2 separate regions of the Gossypium arboreum genome follow, and region 2 is linked to region 1. The links are chromatin contacts, called in public Hi-C maps. All regions are on one chromosome and are shown on one strand. The core of a region is the stretch at or near the end of the contact, and the rest is flanking DNA. Distances in the headings are between cores, read along the strand shown. Region 1 holds the start of LOC108489861 (protein NETWORKED 3A-like). Region 2 holds the start of LOC108489949.

Region 1 (7,013 bases), core at 2,641-5,140:
GAAACATAGGAAAAAAAATCAAAGGAAAAGGATAAAAGAAACCCTATATCATGATGTAGACCTTGAAGAAAATAACTTATCCACATTGTCTAGTAGCCAACCCATGGAGCTGTATTTTACCATTAAAGTTAGCAACCATCTTTTGACTTGCAGCACCCACTCTCTTTTTCACCATCACACTTCTTCCCTCATCTGCACATAAAAACACCTACAACTCCATTCTTCTCATACATTCATGCATTCAAATTTTCCTTACTTGGACAACTCATACCGATTTATCTTCATTTTCAATGGCTTCCCTTTGGTCACCATGGGGAAACTTGTTCATGTTTTTAATGGCTTATTTTTCTTCACTACCCTTATCTTCATCATCTCAGCAATATTTACATGTACAATACTCAACTATATCAGCTGCACCGGCATTCCTTCCAGGTGCACCTCTTGCTTCTTCTCCAAGTTTACCCCCTGATATTGAGCCTTTGTTCCCTACTCCGAATGGTGTGGCACCTTCTACTGATTCGTCGATGCCCACGATTCCTTCAAGCCCCAGTCCCCCGAATCCGGATAACATCGTGGCCCCTGCTCCTGGTTTCGCATTTTCACCATCTAACAGCCCTTTGCCGGTATCCACTTCGGTTTATCCAACTTCAGCTCGAGCTTTAAAACCAACATTGTTTCTTGGTTTGCTAGTATTTAGTATATTGCAGAAGCTTTCTGGTGTGTGAATTTCTGCTGATGGCATTGTTCCTTGTAGCTTCACTCTTTTCTTTTTATGTTTTCTATATATTTATTTTTGATATTGTTAACCATGGTTGTTGACTATTATATTTAATTCAAATTATTAGTATGAACTCTGATTTGGTACCAAAAAATGCTTATATTATTAGCACAAAGACTACATTAAGTTCAACTCTGTCACAATAAGGAAAAACAAAAAAAGAAATAGTAACAAGGGAAAACAAGTACACAAATGAAACAATTGAACGAAAGAATAGCAAACACTGAAAAATTTTCTCAGAAGGTAAACACATGTATGACAATTCTTCTAAGTTCCTAATTTGAACTGCCCTCTTTTCCTATATGTATATGTATATGCTACTTACCTTAATGCAACCTAACTAAAACTACAGGGCAATGATAGTAGAACGAGACAATGGGGACCCATTCAACAACATCCCAAATAGTCCTCCCTTTATTTTGTTAAATTCAAAGGGACTCCATTTACTGGGGGATGGTCTTTTAACCATATTCTTCTTCAGCTCCATGTTCTCATCCTTGAGCGCTTGGACAGCATAACTGAGTTGTCTAATCACCTCTTTCTTCTCTTCATCTTTCTGAATTAATTGAGCCTTCTGAACCTTGTTCTCTTCTTTCAGTTTCTCTATTTCTTCCCTTAACTTCATCAATTCATCACGGAACACCTTTGAAGATTCATCTTCCTTCACAACATGGCCTTCTTTAGTTACTAAACCGGCTTCGTATTTATCTTCCTGCTTGGGATCCTCGACTTCCTCCCCAGTTTCATCATTTTCAGGGTCATCAACTTCTGATTCAGCATAGTCTTCAGAATCAAAGGTCTCGGAGCTGCTATCATAGAGTTTATCCATCAAGTTGATCGTCTTCTCTGAATGGCAGTACTTCATGGAAGAAAACGGGGATCCCAATGTTGTTACAAGGCGATTTCCAGGGTCCAACTTAATTTGATCATACCGCTCAGCGAGTAAACGATGGGATCGGTAGAAATCTTCAACCAAGCTAATCAACTCGGGACGTTTCTTGTAATACATTTCTGCACGCTTTGCAAAAGAATCTGCATCTTCCTCAATCAATTTTAGCATTGCCTTGGTCTTGGAGTCCAACTCTATCATTAAAATAAAACCATTCAATCACTTCAGCAAATAAACAGAACAAACAAATAATGGAAAAAGAAAATAATTCCAGGAAGTTTAATGAGTTGGTCAATGTTAACGTTTCACCCTGGTAAAACAACATGGCAACAGAACCTTTCTGGTCTTTTAATCAAGCAAAGATCTCTCAATGGCAGACATATAGAAGAGAAAGGATCAATTGCTAAATTAAATATGAGCAAAGGGTCCTATCCAAATCTATTCCCGTTCCCTATAATGATCCATTTATAATTAACCTGAGATGCAAGGGATCCAATTCATTATTAGCTCATAAAGTAACGTTTTTGGAAGACTAATTACTTGAGCTGCAAAGCTACACTTAGAAGTTAGTGGGAAATATGGAAAAGTGAGAAAGTTAACAATGTCTGGTGGGACTTCAGTTTCAGGGTCCCTGTACACTGAGGGCCACCCACATGTACATGCTAAAGCCTGTAAGATCTCAGACAACAGAAATTTGAACAGCCATCCAAACGCAAGCCATGATGATTAAGATATTAACACACAAAACAGGAACTACAAGTCAACCATTCCAATACCAGCTCATCATGCCATTGCATCCCTAACACCATGAGCAAATCTTCGGCTCAAGGTTAAATTCCATATTGTTGCCAAGACCACACCAGCTTGTTAGGTCTCTGATTTCAAAAACCTTGTATCCTGAATCCTAGAACTAGATTCACTTCTAGCTTTGGTGTTGAAAATTTGAAATAGAAGGTTTATTTGTATAGTAAGCATATAGTTGTTGTCCAACACAACCCCATTCTGTGCTCCTAGAGAAAAAAAAATGTATTTCACACTAAGATAACCTCTCAGGTTCCTGAATAATCTCTACCCTTGTCTTACAAATAAAAGAAAAGGGTTTCTGGTGGAACCTACTGTATAACATAAGGCCCCACCAGTCAGTCATTACGCAGTCAATAATACACTAATTAGGATTACTTTGTAATGTTTGTTAAATAATACTATTAGCATAAAATTATTTTTTCTTTTTCCCTAGTCCTTGCTCTTCTAGATCCAATTCTCAAGAAACCATTGCAATCCCATTATTAATATCTTTTGTTCTTCACCTCAAGGTTAAAAGTTAACAGAGTCTTCTCATCATTTCGTTTTTGTTTGTCCTTTTTTTACATATCTGTAAAGTGATACTGCAGAAAAAGCAATTTAAAAAAATTGAAACGTTCATGAGAATGAAAAGAAAAAGGCATGCACAATGTCTCCAACGGTCAAGAAACAAGAAATGCCAAGAAATGCTCTAAGATAGTGATGAAGAAAGTAGAAAGGAGAAAGGGGTGTTACCAGAAAGAGTGGATTGAAGCCATTGGGAGCGCTTTGAACCGTCGTGGTGACTATCAAACCACCACCATCTTGAACTTTCCTCGATCTTGTTCATCATGTGAACCATCTTCTCCTCTTTTACCTTAATATGACAAAAGAGTTTTAAGAACCAAAGGACGGAAACTCTAAAACCTGAAACTAAAGGCTAATATACAGATGAAAGAGTAAGAGAAATGAAGACGATATGAAACAGGGCTAGTCCCCTGTGTATTTATGCTAAAAAAAGGGGGGACAAAACAGGAAATAGATTAGGCATGAAAAACGAGATCGAAAAGCGGGAAATTTAGATGGTAAAACCTGCCAAATAAAACTGAAAAAAGAAAGGGATTTATATGGAAAGAAATCTGGAATTTCAATCTAGTGGCGCCTCCCAGAATTTATGCAAGTAATGTAGAAAACATGATCAATTCCCATCACTGGAACTTCACAGTATCCTTCTACTTCATAAAGCTGTAACATACAATTATAATACAAATGTACAGGGAGTGAAGGAGGATTGATTTACCCAGAAAAGAGAGATGGTTTTGTTCAGGTTGATGGAAAATGAGAGGGAGCGTTCCTCTTTTGTCTTCTTCTTCTCTCTTTGCTTTCAATTCACTACTCAGTCCATTGATATATTGGCATTGTTTGAATTAAATACGCATTTTCTGGAATATATTTAATTTTTAATTTTTCATTGTGAGACCAATTAATTTTTTACACGTGTTTTTCTGTCGAAAAACAAAATTTTGACTAACTTAAAATCAGCTTAGTTCCTTATTAAAATGGAACTTAAATGTAAATATTTCATTTGGGAGGGTGGGGTTGGAGCAGGACGCAGATGTACATGTCAGCGTCATCACAATATGGCCTTCCAAATTAATAAATACTTTTAGTAACGGTCGAAAATATCAGACACAACAGTCATAAGACCACCCCCAAAAAAAAAAAAAAACAGAAAAGGAAAAGGGAACTTCCAATCCTTAGAGCTAAAGGTGAAGCCAAAAATGGTTAATTTGTATTTGATTTATTAACGAAGAGTATTGTTTTTCCTGACGGATGAGTCTGGCGTGCCATTTGCATGAATTATTTTCTATGATTAGGATAAATTAAATGCCTGGCTTATATGAATAAATTAAAGGTTATGTTATAAGTTTTGTATTTTTTTATGGAATTTAGTTTTTTTAGATTTTAAAATTTAGGTTTTATTGTTAACATTGATAATTTTTTATTAAATTTATTATTATGACTTTTTGAATAAAAAATATACTTATTTGGTACCCATGTAATTTAAAATGATTACTTAATTAACTTGAATTTAACAAAAAAATTAATAGTATTAATAATTGTACCTAAATTTTGAAATTTGAAAAATAGATAGACTAAATTCCATGAACTAAAAATATAGATACTAAGTTCCTATTATTAGAAAAGTATGGGGGCTTGTGGCAAATTTTAACCTAAATTAAAATATGAAAGAGGCAAATGCAATGAATTAAAGCCAATTTGCGGATTGAGTTGGATCAATTGTAAGAAAATTTAAACTCAAACTTCATTCAAATTGATTTAGGCGGATCGGATCGTGAATACCTCTAGTCTACGAGCAAGAAGAGGAGGATGCCACGCTTCACATGAATATGGTACACCATATTCCGGGCAATACATGCAAAATCAACTAGTACGCACCTGTACAAGCGATATCGACTAAAATTTGTATTGAAACGGAACTAAAAGTTTGTTGTTCGGATCTACTACTGAAACAGAGCATTCTAGCCAATATGAGCGGTACCGAAACAATACCAGCTACCCTGCTTTATACCCTTAAATGTTTTATATGTTATAAGACATAATTTCAAGATTAACAGTGTATAATTATGCATTGTTTGTCTTTTTAGACACTCTATAAAGCACTCTCATTTTATAATTCCGTTGCATGTTAAAGCATCTAACTTGGGAAACAAAATTTTCAGTAAAGAAAATATCAAACTTATCGAATGATTCGTCGACTTCTAACATATGATAATTCGCAACTCATTATGGAGTGACTTTTGGCGGTGTTCGGGGCTTAGAAAGATGATGTAGGCTGGAGGTTGGATTTGTGAAATTAAAATGTGTGTGTGGACAAAGGCAAATATATAGCTTCAAGGAGTTACTAAGAGTATATTTTATGGGGCATGAAATGCAAATGAGATGTGATGACAAATTTTGTCCAATTTGAGATATCCGGTGGAAGAAAAGATGAGACAACTTGGATTCTATTTAATGACCAAAAATATTTCATTTTAATCATTTTTAAAATTGAATCCGAACTTCCTCATAACAACCCCCAATTTATTACTTTGCTAGTTTTACTACCTTTAGATAAAATAATTTGTATTTGATGGGATCAACCATCCGAGTTTATTGATTATGTTAGCTTTATGACTATTTTGATTTATCCCAATATTATCAATAAGTATACTCTATTTTTCACTCTTTTACCCAAAGAGTAATTTCTTAATGAGACACTTTCTATAAAAGAATAGTGCAAATAAAATTTTAGAAAAAAAACACTTCTATAAAACTCCAAATTTAATATGGATTTGTGTACAATTGCTATGAATTATTCTTTTCTAAATATATAGAATTTAATATTAAATCATGACTTTTATTTTATAAAATTTGAAAAATTAATTTTGACAAATTAAAATTAATTTAATTTGTCAAATTTTGATATTTATATATTATGAAAATTGAAAAATTAGTCAAGTTGGTAAGCATTAACCCAATCCATCTCGATGTTCTTTCTCTTGCATGTACTTTGATAATTCATAATATGTCTTCATTTTTATACTATGTGTTAGTTTTACGAGTCTTGGTTAGTTAGGATAAGGAGAGAGATTTGTGGGAATTTGTTTGAATACTTTTTCTTTTAAACTTATTGATCATTTTTTACACTACCTTTGTTCAGTTACTAGATTTTTTAGGTGAAGGGTATTTTTTTTTCTTTTGTACTATTGATAAAATCCCAAGCTATTGGTGCATAATGTTGAGTGTTTGTGAGAGAGAGTTATGGTTATCTCTATTGTTTTTTAAGAGAATTACTGATGATTGGTGTTGAATCACTTTGGATCTTATTCAATATCATGCTGATTAAAATCTTGGAGGGTATAATTCCACAATTGAAATCATTAGTGTTGATTGGGTAGTGATTTTGGTGAGAATTGAGGGAAACTTGGATGTTTTGAGGTTGTAGAGGTGAACTACACTGTTAAACAATAATTGGGTCTTGGAGAATTAGAAGTGAAGGAGCCACCAATGCCATTTAAGAGCATTATCTAGGACATGAAAGGGGAGTTAGGGAGTATATCTAGAAAATGTTAATCAAGGTTGCTTAGGGTAGTACAAGATAACTTAGTTCGCATCGATGCATTCAAGCAGAGTTGTTGGGTAAACATGCCATACGAGCTTTTAAGGGATGTGTTGATGAGAATAGAAGCATCGGAGGTTACTTGGCCTACAAGAAAAATAGTAGTTTCTTGTGTCAGTGTGTGTAGGAATTGGAGAGAGATTATGAAGGAACTTGTAAAAACCCTAGAAATCTCCGGCAACTTGACATTCCCAATCTCATTGAAGCAGGTGATAGATGCCAGCATGTACTTGTTTCTTTCCTTTTCTAAGTATATTTTATTATTTATATGATCGATTTGCTTTCACTCATACATTTTGGCTTTGAATCTTTAGTGATGGTTGAATGGTGTTGACCCTTATTAGTGGTTAGTTTAAACTAAGATTTGTATTACATAGTTTGCA
Region 2 (6,436 bases), core at 1,035-3,534, 230 kb before region 1:
TTGATGTACCTCTGCGGTTTACAAGCCAAGTCCGGTCTTTTCTCCAATCAGGGTTTTATCTCCCTATTCAATTACAGCACCATGGTTGCTGTAAAGTGAGCTTATGGCAAGGCTCGAACTAGGACCTTTTGCATATAGACGTTTTATCTGTTCTATTACTATGGTCCTTAATTGCAACTGACTGTATTCATTACAGTGCTAGTGTGTTTGGTGTCTCAGCCGAATCAATGCAATGCTCGTTCGATTCCAAAGGGAATAGTGTCCCCACTATACTCTTACTAATGCAGGAGCGGCTTTATTCACAAGGAGGGCTAAAGGTTTGGAGTTATAAACATTGTCAACTACTATTCAATTCAACTCTATGCAATTGAATGATCATGGTTTTCTGCTCAATTGATCTTGTAGGCAGAAGGAATTTTCCGGATAAATCCCGAAAATAGCCAGGAGGAGCATGTAAGAGATCAGCTCAATAGGGGCATAGTGCCGGATAATATCGACGTCCATTGTCTTGCTGGCCTTATAAAGGCTTGGTTCCGGGAACTTCCTGCAGGGGTGCTAGATGGACTTTCCCCTGAACAGGTTCTCCAATGCAATACCGAAGAAGAATCTGTCGATCTTGTGAAGCAACTAAAGCCAACTGAAGCTGCATTGCTCAATTGGGCTGTTGATCTTATGGCGGATGTTGTTGAGGAAGAGGAATCGAACAAAATGAATGCGAGAAATATCGCAATGGTTTTTGCTCCGAATATGACTCAGGTATCAAACAAAATTTTCTAGTTTGCATAACGACATTTGTTGGATCAGTATTCAGAGATATGTACTTAAAATTGTTGTCAAATACTACAAACTGCCATGGGAACTAAGATGAAGATTTTTATTTTGATTTTCTCTCGAGTAGATGTCTGATCCATTGACGGCTCTGATGCATGCTGTTCAAGTAATGAACTTGCTCAAGACCTTGATCATGAGGACACTGCAGGAGCGTGAAGAGAGCGCAACAGGAGGGAGATGTTCACCAATGTCGTCTCACTCTTGCAATGGCCCTACCGATGAGGAGTTTGATAGTAACCGAGAGATGGAAACGAGCTGCGAGCTGAAAGGACCAACATCAGAATATGATAATGCCCTTTACAATAGCTACAGCGGAGACGAAGATGAAGTTCAGTCATTAGATGAAATAGAGGAATGCTTCTTGAGGCAACTAGATGAGAATAATAAGACGGTCACCAATAGTCTTTTTGGAGGAACCAGCTAACGAATTACAAAGTGATCATTCAAGTCCAGTTACTGTCTTACCTGAAAGAATTTTTGCCTCGAGAATTAGTGATGGAAGGGACTCCGGTCGGAAGGAAGAGCCAAGCACATAAGGATGTGGAGATGATAGACAATCTAGATTGTCACTGTCCTTGTCTAATGCTATCTGACTGATGATGGTTCATCCTTACATTATGTAAAACAATACTTTGTTGCTCTTCGTTCATGATTTGCTTCTGTAAATCGATAAAGTTAGTATTGTTTGAATCAAAGGTTCAGTAATGAGGCTGAACTTGTGTTTGTGTTTGAAATCGAAGTTCTCTAACATTGCCTATTCTATCTAAATATGGTTGATTTGCAGGGAATTGGGGGAAAGAAAGGACAAAAAAACAAAACAGAAAAAGAACAGCATCTAAGATGCTAGACAGGTTTCCCAGAACAGCTTGTTCTTTTCCATCTCATTCATGGTTGAATCAAAAGAAACAGCTGATGCTTTCTTGTTTTGTTTTACCACAACTCCATTAATACATTTCTTACACAAATGAACCCCATTTTGGTCCACCACCTCCCCATCCTCTTCCTCATCTTCGTGATGATCATCGCCAACATTTGCTTTGTGATCTAAGCTATAATTAACCACATGAAGAAGATCAGATTCAGATGTAGTGGCATCATCACAGCTGCATGACTCGGCATCATCGTTGTCATCTTCATCATGGTTGATAACAGATATGGCGGGATCAAAGTAACCGGCTTCGGAATCGCCGGTAGTCTCTAAGTGGAAGAAATAAGAGACATCAACAACTTTATTTGTAATCTCCATGTTTCTTGTCGATACTAAAGAACAAAGTAAACAAGTAATAACCTTATTTTGGAGTCCCCAATACGTAGTGTTTATTTATAATAGATATAACATATTACTATAAAAGGAATTTGAAAAGAAAAGGAGAGGTGGTGCTACTTTTGCCGCCAGCGGCGCCTCCGCCACCGTTTGCGTGTTTGAGTTTGAAAAGAAAAAAACAATTATCCGTTGGCTAATTCACCTTCTAGAACAAAAAGAATATATATATGTATGTTTATGTATGTATTCCAACTATTCTAGAAGCAGTGTTGACCACACGGATTTTCTACCTTTTAAAAAGGGGCTATGATAGAATAATAACTTGGCAGCCCCCAACGACCAAGGAGGAGAAAAATGAAATCTGCTTCATGAATTTTGGGTCAAATTCTGATTTTGATCCCTCTATTATGCTCAAAATTTTGGATTTAGTCCTATAATTTGATTTTTGGTCCTATTTTTATAATTTTGTTAGAAGGAACGAAGCCATAAAATTGCTTTGGGTCCAAAATCGAATTAAAAAATTTGCAAGACCAAAATCCAATTTTACCATTATATAGAGATTTATAATTTTTTAAATTTTGACCGGACTATTTACCATTTTGGGGATGCCCTAATCATCAATTAATCCGAATAATATTATTAACTGTTCGGGTTTAAAATATTGACGCTGATTTGCGTATAATAGACCAATTCTAAAATTTGAGGAAAATAGAAAGATCAAAACTAAAATTTGACCTAAATATTGGCTACTGCGTTTGGCATCTGCAGTCTTATTTGTCTGCTGCTGTTGAGAGTCGTAAATATTAGCTGTATATAAAGAATTAATTCAAAATATAAGTGTTCACGTGAGACATTTGTTTTAGAAAAAAATATGAAGTTTTATGGATTGACAAATTCTTACTAAGTGTATATATATAGATAGATAGATATCAAAGCATACTTTGACCCGATACTGAATGTTTTAGTGAAAACAATGAACTCTGACTGGACCACAGGAGGATGCTTAATTGTTTATGAATCCCCACATGGACTGTTGTTTCAGTTGGCAAGTGAATATGAAGACCCATTAACCAATCATGACCGTCCAATATTTTATCAAATGCGGCATGTCTTTTACAAATTTCCATAATGTGATAGCATTCTCACTGAGCAAAATGGGTTTTAAAGTCTACGAGTTCTAACATCACAGTGGCCCCCATGTATTTGACATTTTAACCTGACTGTACAAATTAGGACCCCGCCCTTCTTGTCTACAAGTGCACAAATCAATGTTTCCTTGAGCTTTGATCATGTCTATTCCTCTCTCAGAAGAGTTGATGCCTGTAAGATGACAATGCAACATTAAAAGAACAAAACGAAACAGTACAAGTGCCCACTACGAGTATGGTTAGATTTTTCTAAGTTATATATATATATATATTTGGAGGATCTTTGGATACTTCAAGAAGAATGAATAGTCTGAGCAACATAGATTGTGAAACTGATCCATAACGTGCCTTGTTTCTGGTTCAAAATTAGGTGCTCATATGACTAGCATGTGGGGAAATTTAGATGATCTTAAATGTGAGAATGAGCTCAAATACTATGCCAAGCAATTATCAGAATGATGGCCCTGATCAGTTTAGCTAAGTAAACCACAGTTTCAGATTATCTTAACAGGCCTGTACACACGGCCAAGATGGGCAGATTCGGGGATAATATTTATTATATAAATTCCAATACATTTACCTCTGATATTCCAATTTTTGGATGACAATCCCGTTTAACAGAAGCTCTGAACTATACACTGTTGCTCCTGCATTAAAGTAAACTTGTTCAATTACCACAAAGCTGAGTGATCATTTATTAGAAAGAAACGGGACATCATGATAATGGTGTAAAAACCTTTCTCAAGCAAAGGTTTACAGATTGCCAGATCTTGTTCACAGGAAAGAATCAAGAGATCATCTGGGATCTTTTGATCTTTTGCTTCAACTACCTGAGGAGAAATTCTCAGAAAGTCATTACTTTACCATATTGTCCTTAGATAGAGAAAACATAAAAGGAATATAGATAAAGTTATATCAACGATATTCGAACACCATTAGTGACTGATAGCTGCAGGCTACCTATTAAGGTAGATAGATACACATACCTCACCTCCAACTGCTTTGGCCAAGCTAGCAATCATCTCTTTGTTAGGTTTAACAGTTTGGGTGATGCAGACTCTTCTGTCCTGTCAAGGGATATTAGATATCAGCATACAAGATATTCCAGTAATGTAAGAAGTGTCTGCGGAACTAATCTGGTTTCAAATAAATCAGATATCCACATACAACCACCTTTAGAAGTGGATACCGTCTTGCTCGAGCCAATGAAACAGCCATATTAAAACCAATTTCCTTTTCCCTTTTGGAGTCCCTCAGGATGTAATTTCTCTCATCTAGTAAGCAACTTGCCTGCCCACAGCTATCAAGCCATAGATGAGTCACCACTGATTTTCCAAGAGCAATGGCTTCCAACATGTTCCTCGTACGCACAAATTTGTCTGCTATGAAATGTGTGGCATCTAAAGAACATGATGTGATAGAAATACCCAGTCGTGCAGCAATCTGTTCAAAATAAAAGCAAATCAAAGAATTCTACGACTAGATTTATGAATTATCTCGTTGTTGAAAAAGAAACAAAGGCTACACCTTTTTCTGCTGCTTGACTACATCATCATCCAAATGCTGGCTAAACAGGACTCGAATATATGCCAGCTCTTTTCGTGCTCTGAAGCCTCTGTGGGTAGAATCAGACATTAACTTAGGAACACCTAACCCAATAAGCTCTTTCAAAAGTGATGGTTTTGGTAGGTTTTTGTTGCAAGGTTTCCTGTGATATACGTAGGGTCTGTTGTTGAGTGATGCCTCATTCACACTTTTTTTGCAACTAAGTGTAGTGATGCACTCCTTACCAGAGGGTTCAATAGTATTTCTCAGTGGTTCTCCAAAATTATGGTTCTTTAAACCATTGATGATTGATGTAGAATCCACATAATATGGCTTCCCAGTTTGGGCGGCATTGACTCTATCCAAGTCCCAAGCACTTTCTCTTATGTTGGGGACTGCTAGATCACTGTTTGTAGTAACGCCTGAAACTTGTTCTTTACAGTTCTGTCTTGATAAACTTTCATCAGAATTACTTTCTAAAGAAGGCCAAGAGAGGGAAGTACACATTCGTCCTTTCATGTTGAAGTTACTAGAATTGGTTTCATCATCTTCTGGCATTTTTTTATTTCTGACAGGATCCAGTTTGTGTTCTTCTGCACCAACACTAGTGAATGAAGCATGCATATTACTCTTTCCACTGGAATGGATCGGCACTTTCCGTTGTGTTCTTTTGCCTTTGGGACAGTTCCATGTATCTAATCTCAAATATCTGGCTATAGCAGCTTCTTGTGGACTACGTTGTTCACTCAATTTGCCGTCAAGATTTTCAGCAGAGGCATATGAATGCAGCTTGGTGCATTTCTGCTTGCCACTCAATAACTTAGGTGGATCAGCAACCACGCTCTTCCTCTTTCTCTTATATGTTAGCATACTTCCCTCCTTAACATTATTGGTCATTACTCTTGGTTTATCCACTTGATCCTTAATCTTTTTTACATTAGCTCCTCCCTTGCAGTGCCTAGTTTGATGAACGATAGGTTCCTCCTGTGACAATTGTTTCCTGCACAAGTTCTGCACATCAGGAATGAATGCAGTCGCATAAGTCTCACAGTTTTCTAGGTTGTTCTGGCTCACAGATTCATCCGACTTTGATTGCTTGCTCTTAGATGTTTCGGGTTTTAGTTTGTGACTCAACTCCTGATAGTTACAATTCCATGATGAACTAGAAATATTCTTGTTATATCTTCTAGCAGAACGCTTTCTTCGAATTGACTCTTTTCCAACTTCTCCTATCTTACAAGCAGCAACCTTTTGAAGGGAATGATGCACAAAATGGGTTCTACTCATTGCTTCACCTTCCAGAAGATCTGTGAGGGCACCCTCTACAGCTTCACATGTATCACAAGCTTTACAACTGGGAGGGAGGCCGTAACATAGAGCTTCCATCGCTTCTGCAGCTATTTGGGTGCTAAAGCCAACATCAAACATGTCTGGTATGTCTCTTGCAGTACCACTAGCTTCAAACTTTTCTGATGATGATTTTGTCTGCATGAGTTCGTCCACCTCCTTAAAAGATCCATTTACCATATTCCCTTCTGATTCTTTTTCTATCCCGATACTGGCTTTCAAACCCTGATCCTTGAACCCTGAAAGTGAATGACGGCGTGCATGCTCCTCTTCATGCTCATTGCTTAAATTTCTTTGCCCT

What was found. A called contact is a pair of places that touch in the nucleus more often than the background predicts.
Region 2: a Hi-C map of leaf shows a contact between it and region 1, with 4 times the contacts expected there. The contact joins the promoter of LOC108489949 here to the promoter of LOC108489861 in region 1. A contact is called at or near these places in 2 of 5 Hi-C or Micro-C datasets (both in leaf).

What each region holds. Positions count from the first base shown.
Region 1 is chr8:127,160,332-127,167,344 of ASM2569848v2, reverse strand. LOC108489861 (protein NETWORKED 3A-like) reads right to left here and starts at 3,890. Exons shown (of 3, transcript XM_017794545.2): 1 at 3,748-3,890; 2 at 3,204-3,324; 3 at 858-1,861. The coding sequence starts at 3,309. The coding sequence ends at 1,125. LOC108489862 (classical arabinogalactan protein 26-like) reads left to right here and starts at 124. Exons shown (of 1, transcript XM_017794547.2): 1 at 124-806. The coding sequence starts at 291. The coding sequence ends at 725. It also overlaps the pseudogene LOC108452384.
Region 2 is chr8:127,387,715-127,394,150 of ASM2569848v2, reverse strand. LOC108489949 reads right to left here and starts at 2,284. Exons shown (of 1, transcript XM_017794713.2): 1 at 1,151-2,284. The coding sequence starts at 2,077. The coding sequence ends at 1,667. LOC108450895 reads right to left here. Exons shown (of 8, transcript XM_053018219.1): 3 at 4,771-6,436; 4 at 4,417-4,686; 5 at 4,230-4,310; 6 at 3,980-4,073; 7 at 3,824-3,890; 8 at 3,162-3,415. The coding sequence ends at 3,400. It overlaps LOC108489947 (rho GTPase-activating protein 2), which reads left to right. Exons shown (of 5, transcript XM_017794712.2): 2 at 197-317; 3 at 406-756; 4 at 899-1,231; 5 at 1,233-1,565. The coding sequence ends at 1,367.